2 separate regions of the Anas platyrhynchos genome follow, and region 1 is linked to region 2. Evidence: chromatin contacts called from public Hi-C data. All regions are on one chromosome and are shown on one strand. Each heading gives the region's core, a stretch centred on a gene start, on an enhancer-like site or on the middle of the called end of the contact. The rest is flanking DNA. Distances are from core to core; before and after follow the strand shown. Region 1 has its middle 7.1 kb from the start of SEMA4D. Region 2 overlaps SEMA4D (semaphorin 4D).

Region 1 (3,741 bases), core at 945-3,444, 63 kb before region 2:
CATCCTCTCCTTCAAAGCAGCAGTGTGAGAAGCAATTACATGCACTTTGAATACCAGCCGGACGAGCTTCCCACACCATAAAACATGGTATTTCAATTTGGACCCGGAGGAGAGAGCTGCTGCATCCTGCCATTTTTATTCTGCCTTCAAACAAGATTACCTGTACTGTGCTCCAGGAAAAACGCACAGCGCTTATCATCTGCACGGGCTGCAGGAATCCCTGGCTGAAATGCTCTGACCTCTGTGATACAAAGGGTGAGCCTGAGCGATCAATCATCTTTAATCTATGAAGAGAAAGAGGGGAGTGTTGCAGCTCGCTGCGATCTGAGCTGTTCTGTTATCTATGGCAAAAGCCCTAGTACTTAGGGCTCTGCATTTCCTACGCTGCCTCATAAAATCCTTCATTTATTATGGGTGTCAGTACAGGGTGTAACTAAACCCGCATGAAGAGTGGTTTAACAACATGTATAAACAAGACCAAGCAATGCAAATCACAGTTCCTGCAACTCCTTTTGAGCTGTTCTGAGAACAGGGAGGAGCAATATACAATAAAGGGTGAAAAATCATGTCGTTTTTATCCTAATCTGGCTTCTACTTCTCATTAATTAATTCATATTGTGAATTAGTTCTGGTTGGCGGATACATTTTGGTGTTTTGTGAGCCCAAGAGCACGTCCTACCTCCATTCAGATTATGAAACAAGCACAACAAGCATGCCTATTGACTAGGAATCCGTATTGCTTTGGGTCATTTCAGAAATCTGGCCCCATAAAGGTCAAACGAATGTCCGAGGATAGGAGGAAGGTGGAAGCACAGAGGCCCCTAAGTTGCACAAGGGCTGTCAAGGACAGGAGGTGTAGACAGGCTGTTTTGGCTCTCCTGTCAACCTACTTCCCCATACGCTGGTGACAGCAATGAACTTCCTCTATTTAAAAATAAATGAATGAATGAATAAATAAATAAATAAATATGCCCTAGCTCAAATGGGTTCAAATTGGTTATTAACTGGTGCTCCAAAACTGCCTTTAAGCCTTCACAAGCTGCTTGCCCTAAGTCAGTCACTGGGGCTGACTGCATATCACACTGAAATATCTCATGTGGTTTCTTAATTTAATTTGCTTGGTCTGAAACACCAGAAGGAGCGTTAAGTATGTGGACAAAAAAACCATTTTGATTTCTCAGAATTGTAATGCATCTACTTTTTTTTTTTTTAGTGTCCGTAGCTGCCTTTTACCTTTGGGTAGATTTCCAGCTAGTCATCAGAAGGCCAATTCCCACTGAAGTCCCTACTGCCCCTGTTGGTCATACAGCAGCCAGAAACTGGCCAAGAGTCTTCCCTAAAACCCAGAGAAGAACAGGGGAGTGCTTGGGAAAACTAGGGGAAAACTGAAAGGCTGCTTTCCAATAACAGCATTGTCCTGCACTGTTTCCGTCTGCATCGAACCTCGGCGAAGAAGGCTGCCCTTGCAAAGATTCCTGCAAACCCTGCTGAGAAGGGAGCAGTCACCCAGGAGGAACAAGTCGTCCTCTACATCTGTATTTTTGCCAGGGGTGAAGCAATCTGCCCTGGGACATTGCTCCTTGGTGCCAGGTCAGGGTTTTACTCAGACTGTGGTAGTGCAGGAGCCGAGCTGGCAGTGCTCCCCAGGCCCCTTCCCACAGGCAGAAGGGTCTCTGCACCGCACAGGCACATCAAACTAGCCATGGTACCAAATGGGTTAAAACCCCTTGGGACAGCTGTTGGTTATCCCATTTTCCCCACAGGAAATAATCAGATGACATGAAACTTTAACAAAGATATGGTACAAGTGAATATTTTGTCACTGGTCTGTTGCACTGAAGTTGGAGGTAACGTGGCTTCTCATCCTTGTCCACAGGACCCTTTTCCTGAGCTTGTCACTGGTCAGTTACTGCAGAAATGTGCAATCCAAGCCTGTTGTTAGGATCTGCACTTAGGCAGGTCTCTGACCTGGTGGTTATGAAACTTATTCCCGAAAAAACTGCAGGGACTTTACCATGTTTGTGTTTGCCTTGTTCTTTGCTTCGCGGAGAATCGTGAGCTGCTCTCTGGATGCTGTTTGCTGCTTCATCATTTCATGCTATCTAATCACTTCGTATTACCAGAATTCCTTGTCTGTTATGCACGCAAGGATGTCCAAGTGACTAACCTTGGATGTCTGACCGCAGTGAAAGAAACAAGGATGGGCTCTGCACTAGGGCAGGGAGCGCCAGCCGGGCAGCCCAGGGGATCCGTGTGCAGTGTGACGGTGCCTGGAAGGGACAGATATGATAGTGATCCCTGGAATACATTCAGACTGTCTCCGATTAAGCTATTTGTTCAGGTGCAAGGTTACAGGAAAAATGGGCAAGCAGAGCAATATAATAAATACAATTTTCTTATCCTTTGCTGTAGAATCACGTACATTTTTTTTTTTTTCCAGTAAAGGAATGTACACAGTAGAGATGGCGTGAATACACAATAGCAATGTACTCCAGCAATGCTAAAAAAGCCTCGCTTTAAAATGTCTGCCTCTAGGCATATCGTGCAACAAATGGCAGAAGGTGGAAAATCCAGGCCTGCCCTAACACTGAAGTTACATATAAGAGCCAGAAACAACAGGCCTTGAAAGCAGCTTCAAAACCCTAGAAGTCTGGGAGCGAATTTTCTTTATCGCTCCAAATTGTAGAACATTCCTTATCTTTCTCCTTGTATCAGTGCAAAAATGTATTTCATATGCGAGAAACATATAAATAACAGGCCCAGCTGAGTCATTTTATTTTTCTGACATTTGTATCCAATCTTTTTTCCTCTACCTCTTCTTTCTTTCTTTCTTTTTCTTTCTTTCTTTCTTTCTTTCTTTCTTTCTTTCTTTCTTTCTTTCTTTCTTTCTTTCTTTCTTTCTTTCTTTCTTTCTTTCTTTCTTTCTTTCTTTCTTTCTTTCTTTCTTTCTTTCTTTCTTTCTTTCTTTCTTTCTTTCTTTCTTTCTTTCTTTCTTTCTTTCTTTCTTTCTTTCTTTCTTTCTTTCTTTCTTTCTTTCTTTCTTTCTTTCTTTCTTTCTTTCTTTCTTTCTTTCTTTCTTTCTTTCTTTCTTTCTTTCTTTCTTTCTTTCTTTCCTTTTTCTTAATAGAGATGCTTTCTTTCTACCAGACTTTTTTTTCTCTACCTTTTTTTTATTCCTAAAGCCAAGAAAAACAGCAGCGATTATCAGCTTATAATGTCCTTAATGTTGACATTTTCCTCAGCCTTTTTCTTATCTCTGTTATCTTAGAATAATTAGAAATTTAAAGCATTAACCAAATAGAAAAAGAAAGAGTAAATATTATGACACTCCTCCTTCTGGGTTAGAGCTGTGTTGGACGCAGCCACAGCTGACAGCAGCAGACTGAATCCAAAGGCAGCAGAGAGGCTAGGGGCAGCTCCTCCACTCCTGCACATGCCATGAGGTGCAGTTCGGCTCTCCCATGCCTGGTCACACACCTCTCCTCTGCTGGAACACCCATCAGAGATGGGGACTCCTCTCCGGGCCCAGACAGGTTTCCAAGACAATAAAGTGCTACCAACTCAAAGCCAGGAAAGGGATAGAGACATCATTCCCAGGGAAATGGTTAATCAATTTGTTTTATTTACATTTCACGATTTTTATTTCTTCTTTCTTTTTTTTTTTTATTTCTTTTTTTTTTTTTACAGTTAACCAGGGAAAGTAAAACCTGAAGTCTTTCAGTATAAAAAACTTTTGGCTAA
Region 2 (4,293 bases), core at 1,456-3,955:
TCTGTCCATCCGTCCAGTCCCATGCCTCTACAGCTTGCCTATGAGCTGATCTTTCCTTGTCAATGTTAAGGAGGAGAGTGTCAAAGTAACTGACCGTGTCTCTGCTCCTGCCACGTTTTACCTCTCCTTGCTTCCACGTCCTGCATGCTTCCTCGTTGTGTTTGTGTTTGGCCAGGAGCTCCTTGTTCATTCACACAGGCCTCCTGGCGTTTGTGACTCTGTGCTCATAGGGATGGACCTCTCTGGAACTTGGAGAAGGTGATCCTTGAGTATTAAACAACTTTCTTCCCTCCAGGGCCTTGTCCCATGGGGATCTTCCAAGCAGATCTTTGAAGCGGCCAAATTCTGCTCTCCTGAAGTCCAAGGTTGTGAGCTTGCTTTTCACTCTCTTCCCTGCCCTCAGGATCTCCTGAACTTTACCGTCTCATGGTCACTGCAGTCAAGGCTGCCTTTGATCCTTGTGTTCCCAATAAGCCCCTTGTCAATGGTGAGTATGAGGTCCAGCAGAGTAGCAGCTCTCCTTGTTAGCTTGCCCCTTACTTGAAGGAGGAAGGTATCATTGCTGCACTCCATAAACTTCTCGAATTGCTTAGGTCTTGCTGTGTTGTCTCTTCAGCAGGTATTGAAGGTCCATGAGGACCAAAGCCTGAGAATATGAGGCTCCTCCCATCTGTCTGAGTGCCTCATCTGCTTTTTCTTCTGGCCAGGTGGCCTGCAGCATCATGTCACCTTTACCTGTGCTCTCTTTAATCTCACCTGTAAGGTCTCTGTCAGCTCCTCATCCATTCCCTTCATAGGGCTTCATGCTTTCCAGGTGTGCTCTCACATAAAGGACTCCTTGTCATCCCAACCCGACCTTCCTAAAGAGCCTGTATCCCATCATTGCAGCACTCCAGTCATGGGATGCAGCCCACCACATCTTGGTGATCCCAAGATCATAGCCCTGCAGCTGTCCTCACGGAAGGTTTCAGCCTAAAAAATTTTAGACACGACTTGCAACTGGGAACTTCATTTTCCTCAGAAACTTTGTCCTCCTTTTAGCCCTAGCACGCATCCTTCAGCAAGCTTTGTGGTGCAGGTAAAGGATGCATCAAATTATCTTGAAAAGCTTCACCTAATTTGTGAGTACCTAGTTAACTATTAAGTATTTTTGATACAGTTTGAAATGTAAATAATCCTCTGCTCTACATTTGTATTAGTCATAAAGGGACACTGGTCTGTTAGGTTGAGGTCTTAACTTAGTTTAGCAAACCGTGAGTTTGTGTGTGTTGCATAATAAAGAAAAGATGATAGAAATGATGTTTTCCATCAGGCAGTCTAAAAACGGCACCGTGCTTCAGGTTGTGACAGGGTGAGATCTAAAGCAAGGGGCATTTCCCGTCTGTCCTTATACCAGTCCAAAATAAACTACGTAAATAAAACTCAGTTGTCAAAGGTGAATTGTATGTTTCTGTCTTTGTAATTTTGACAGGTAATGACACAAGTATTGCTAAGTTTTCCGTCTATTTTTGGAATCAAAGACTAAGCAAATTGAAAAAATCAGGTTTAAGCAAAGTCTCGCAGTGGGAGTTCTGTGGTTTGCTTTTTCATATGGAGCCTTAAAATCTTTGTTATCGAATAGGCTTCAGTAAACATTGAAGCAGGTCTGTATTCTGTTAAAGTTTCCTAAAGCCTTTGAAGGAAATTATTTTGGGAAAACATTTTATGCCATCTGACAGATGAATCACGTTACCTCCCCCTTTTTTTGCCAAAGGAAGCAGCTCAAAGTTTGCCTGTCGCCCCGTATAGCTTCCTATCCCTCATCACAGTAACCCTACTACTTTGCAAACACATAATTAAATTGTTGTATTTATCTGTCTTAAAAATAGATGGGTAAGTTGCCCAGGAAGCCTGTGTGTTCTTTGCTCCTGCTGGGGCAGGGGATGCCTGGTGGCCAGCTGCTGCTTACTGTGAGGTGAGGCCTCCTTTGCTCTGCCAGGGCAGCGGAAGATGTGGAAGTAATTAGATGGAGAGGCAGGGAACTGTGAGTGTTTGAAGCTCTGTCTTGCAGCCCAGAGGAAGGTGCTCATTTGTCTTGCAGCCTCATGGAGGCTTGCATCACCTATGGTAATGTAATTGCATGCAGCTGACAGCGTTCCTGTTTTCACCCTTAGTTTTCCCCTGGCAGGCGGTGCAGTGGGTTCTTAGGTGTGAAAGGTGAGTGCCTCTGCCACTGTGGAGGCCCAGGAGCTGTGTTTTCTGGACAAGAAAGGCCCTCTGGCAAGGCCCTCTCCCTGGGCAAGCAGTGTCTCTGCTACAGCCCTGTCCCAGCCCGGTCCCTGCTGCCTGGGGCTGCTCGCCTGGGGCAGTGCTGCATCTCCACCGCTGGTCTAAGGGTGCCCAAAGTGCTGCAGCCCCTCTGTGTGGGACCTGCCGTGGAGCAGTGCCGGAGCATTGCCAGAAAAGATTGCCCAGGGCACATAGCACAGGGCTACGTGAAGAGATGGGGAAGTGCTGTGGGAACTCGGTGTGCCTGGGGAGCTGTGAGAGGACATCAGGAGGTGGGCGTCCGCCTTGCCTTTACTGGGGGGAGAGGTAGGGTGGGTGCTGTGCTGCTAACGATCCTCTCTGGGGAGTGCCGAGGCCCCAGCTGTGATGTTGCGTGCTGCGGGTGCCTCAGCTCATTGCCATGAAGTCCGAGGCTTTGTCAAGAAGATAAGGAAAGATCCATCCAGCACTTTGTGCAACACCGAGCAGAATTCAGGAGTTGCGCAATGTAAGTAAGTACTTATTAAGAGAAGAAAAGGGGAAAAAAAAATATTTCAAAATCAAGGTTGCAAAACTGGGCATTTCCTAACTTGGAAATTCCAGAATTTAGATGGATTGGGCAAGTATCCCACGTACAGGTTGCAGCTTTACAGTGTTGTCAGGGGGAGAAGACGCTGACCTCTGGGTGTTCAGTGTTGCGTTTTATTACTTCATTCATAAAATTAATCTGGTAGTGATAAGAGTCGCTGAATTGACATCTGTGAAAGGTGAAACTTTACTTTCACAAATACCCCTTTGTGCTTTCTTTTGTGCCTGTGCCCTAGAGGATGAGAAAGATAGGAGCCTTCTTCCTGTTGCTGGTTTCTCAACTTCTCCCATTGCAGAGCTTGTGTTTTGTGGTGAGAGTGATTTTCCAGAAGAAGGTGGACCAGAGCACTGTTTCTTTCCAGCAAGTCTGTCAAGTACTCATCGGATGCCACTGACGTGGGCGATGTGAGAGCCAGATGTTTTTCCATCTCAGTAACAGTCAAGATTAGATATAAGGAAGAAATTTTTCACTCAGAGGGTGGTGAGGCACTGGCGCAGGCTGCCCAGAGAAGCTGTGGATGCCCCATCCCTGGAGGTGTTCAAGGCCAGGCTGGATGGGGCCTTGAGCAGCTTGGTCTGGGGGGAGGTGTCCCTGACCCCTGGCCAGAGGGTTGGAGGTAGATCTTTAAGGTCCCTTCCAACCCAAACTGCTCTGTGATAAGTTACTATGGTAAGATAAGCCATTGCAGCTCCCCGCTTTCGTAATTTGTGTTAGTTTTTTACATGGGTTGTTCACTATAAGCAATTAGGCATCCTGAAACGTTCCTGTATTTAACAGTTTCAATTTTCTGTCCTCTGAGAGAGCAGAATCTCGTCTCTTTTCTCTGCCTGTGCACTAAAATTATGCTTGTCAACAGGAGCGTTCACAGCTCGCAATTTCCAGCTGTGCCCTGCCAAACTGACAGGAGCTCTGTTAATTGTTTCTTCTTCTGTAGTTGCCCTGTTTTCAGACACCATAAATACGAGCATTATGGAAAACTCATGCAAGTGCTGTACACAGTAGTTTGCTCCAGTTCATCATAATACATTGATTTAAAAACACAAGCAGAAGAATGCCTAAATGAAAATTACTTGTTTAAATTTACCTTAGAAAATGTTCAGCAATTTTACAGAAAACCAAAGAGTAGACCTGTGGCCACTTTAATTAGAGTTTAATTGTGTAACTAAGCATTGCAGGCTTCTTCCTGAATTACTTCTTAAATGTTCTTGTTTTCAAGCAAATTACAGCTCATTTTTAGGAGTCAAACCTAAAGCATTAGGAGACCTAACTTCTCAAAAATGCAAAGCACTCAACTCTAATCAAAGCCAGTGAACACTGATGGAGCTGAGCTAATTTGGAAATTAGGCCATTGTCTGGGTTTTGTGCTCCTTCTACCCGTTGTGTTATATCAAAACAGGTTCATATTAGATTATGGATGACTTCCCAGTGGATGTGAGTGAAGGAGTTATTCCAGATAA

The links. Hi-C and Micro-C count contacts between places; a contact is called where the count stands out from the background.
Region 1: a Hi-C map of liver shows a contact between it and region 2, with 2.2 times the contacts expected there. The contact joins two enhancer-like sites. A contact is called at or near these places in 2 of 8 Hi-C or Micro-C datasets (liver and skeletal muscle).

The regions. Positions count from the first base shown.
Region 1 is chrZ:48,182,779-48,186,519 of IASCAAS_PekinDuck_T2T, reverse strand. No RefSeq gene overlaps it. Among named protein-coding and RNA genes, the nearest start is that of SEMA4D, 7.1 kb to the right of the region's middle. Within about 2 kb of position 2,194, at least 4 of the 8 cell types and tissues checked have an H3K27ac peak or open chromatin away from gene starts, as enhancers often do.
Region 2 is chrZ:48,119,918-48,124,210 of IASCAAS_PekinDuck_T2T, reverse strand. The region is part of intron 2 of SEMA4D (semaphorin 4D); the gene reads left to right. Among named protein-coding and RNA genes, the nearest start is that of SEMA4D, 56 kb to the left of the region's middle. Within about 2 kb of position 2,705, at least 2 of the 8 cell types and tissues checked have an H3K27ac peak or open chromatin away from gene starts, as enhancers often do.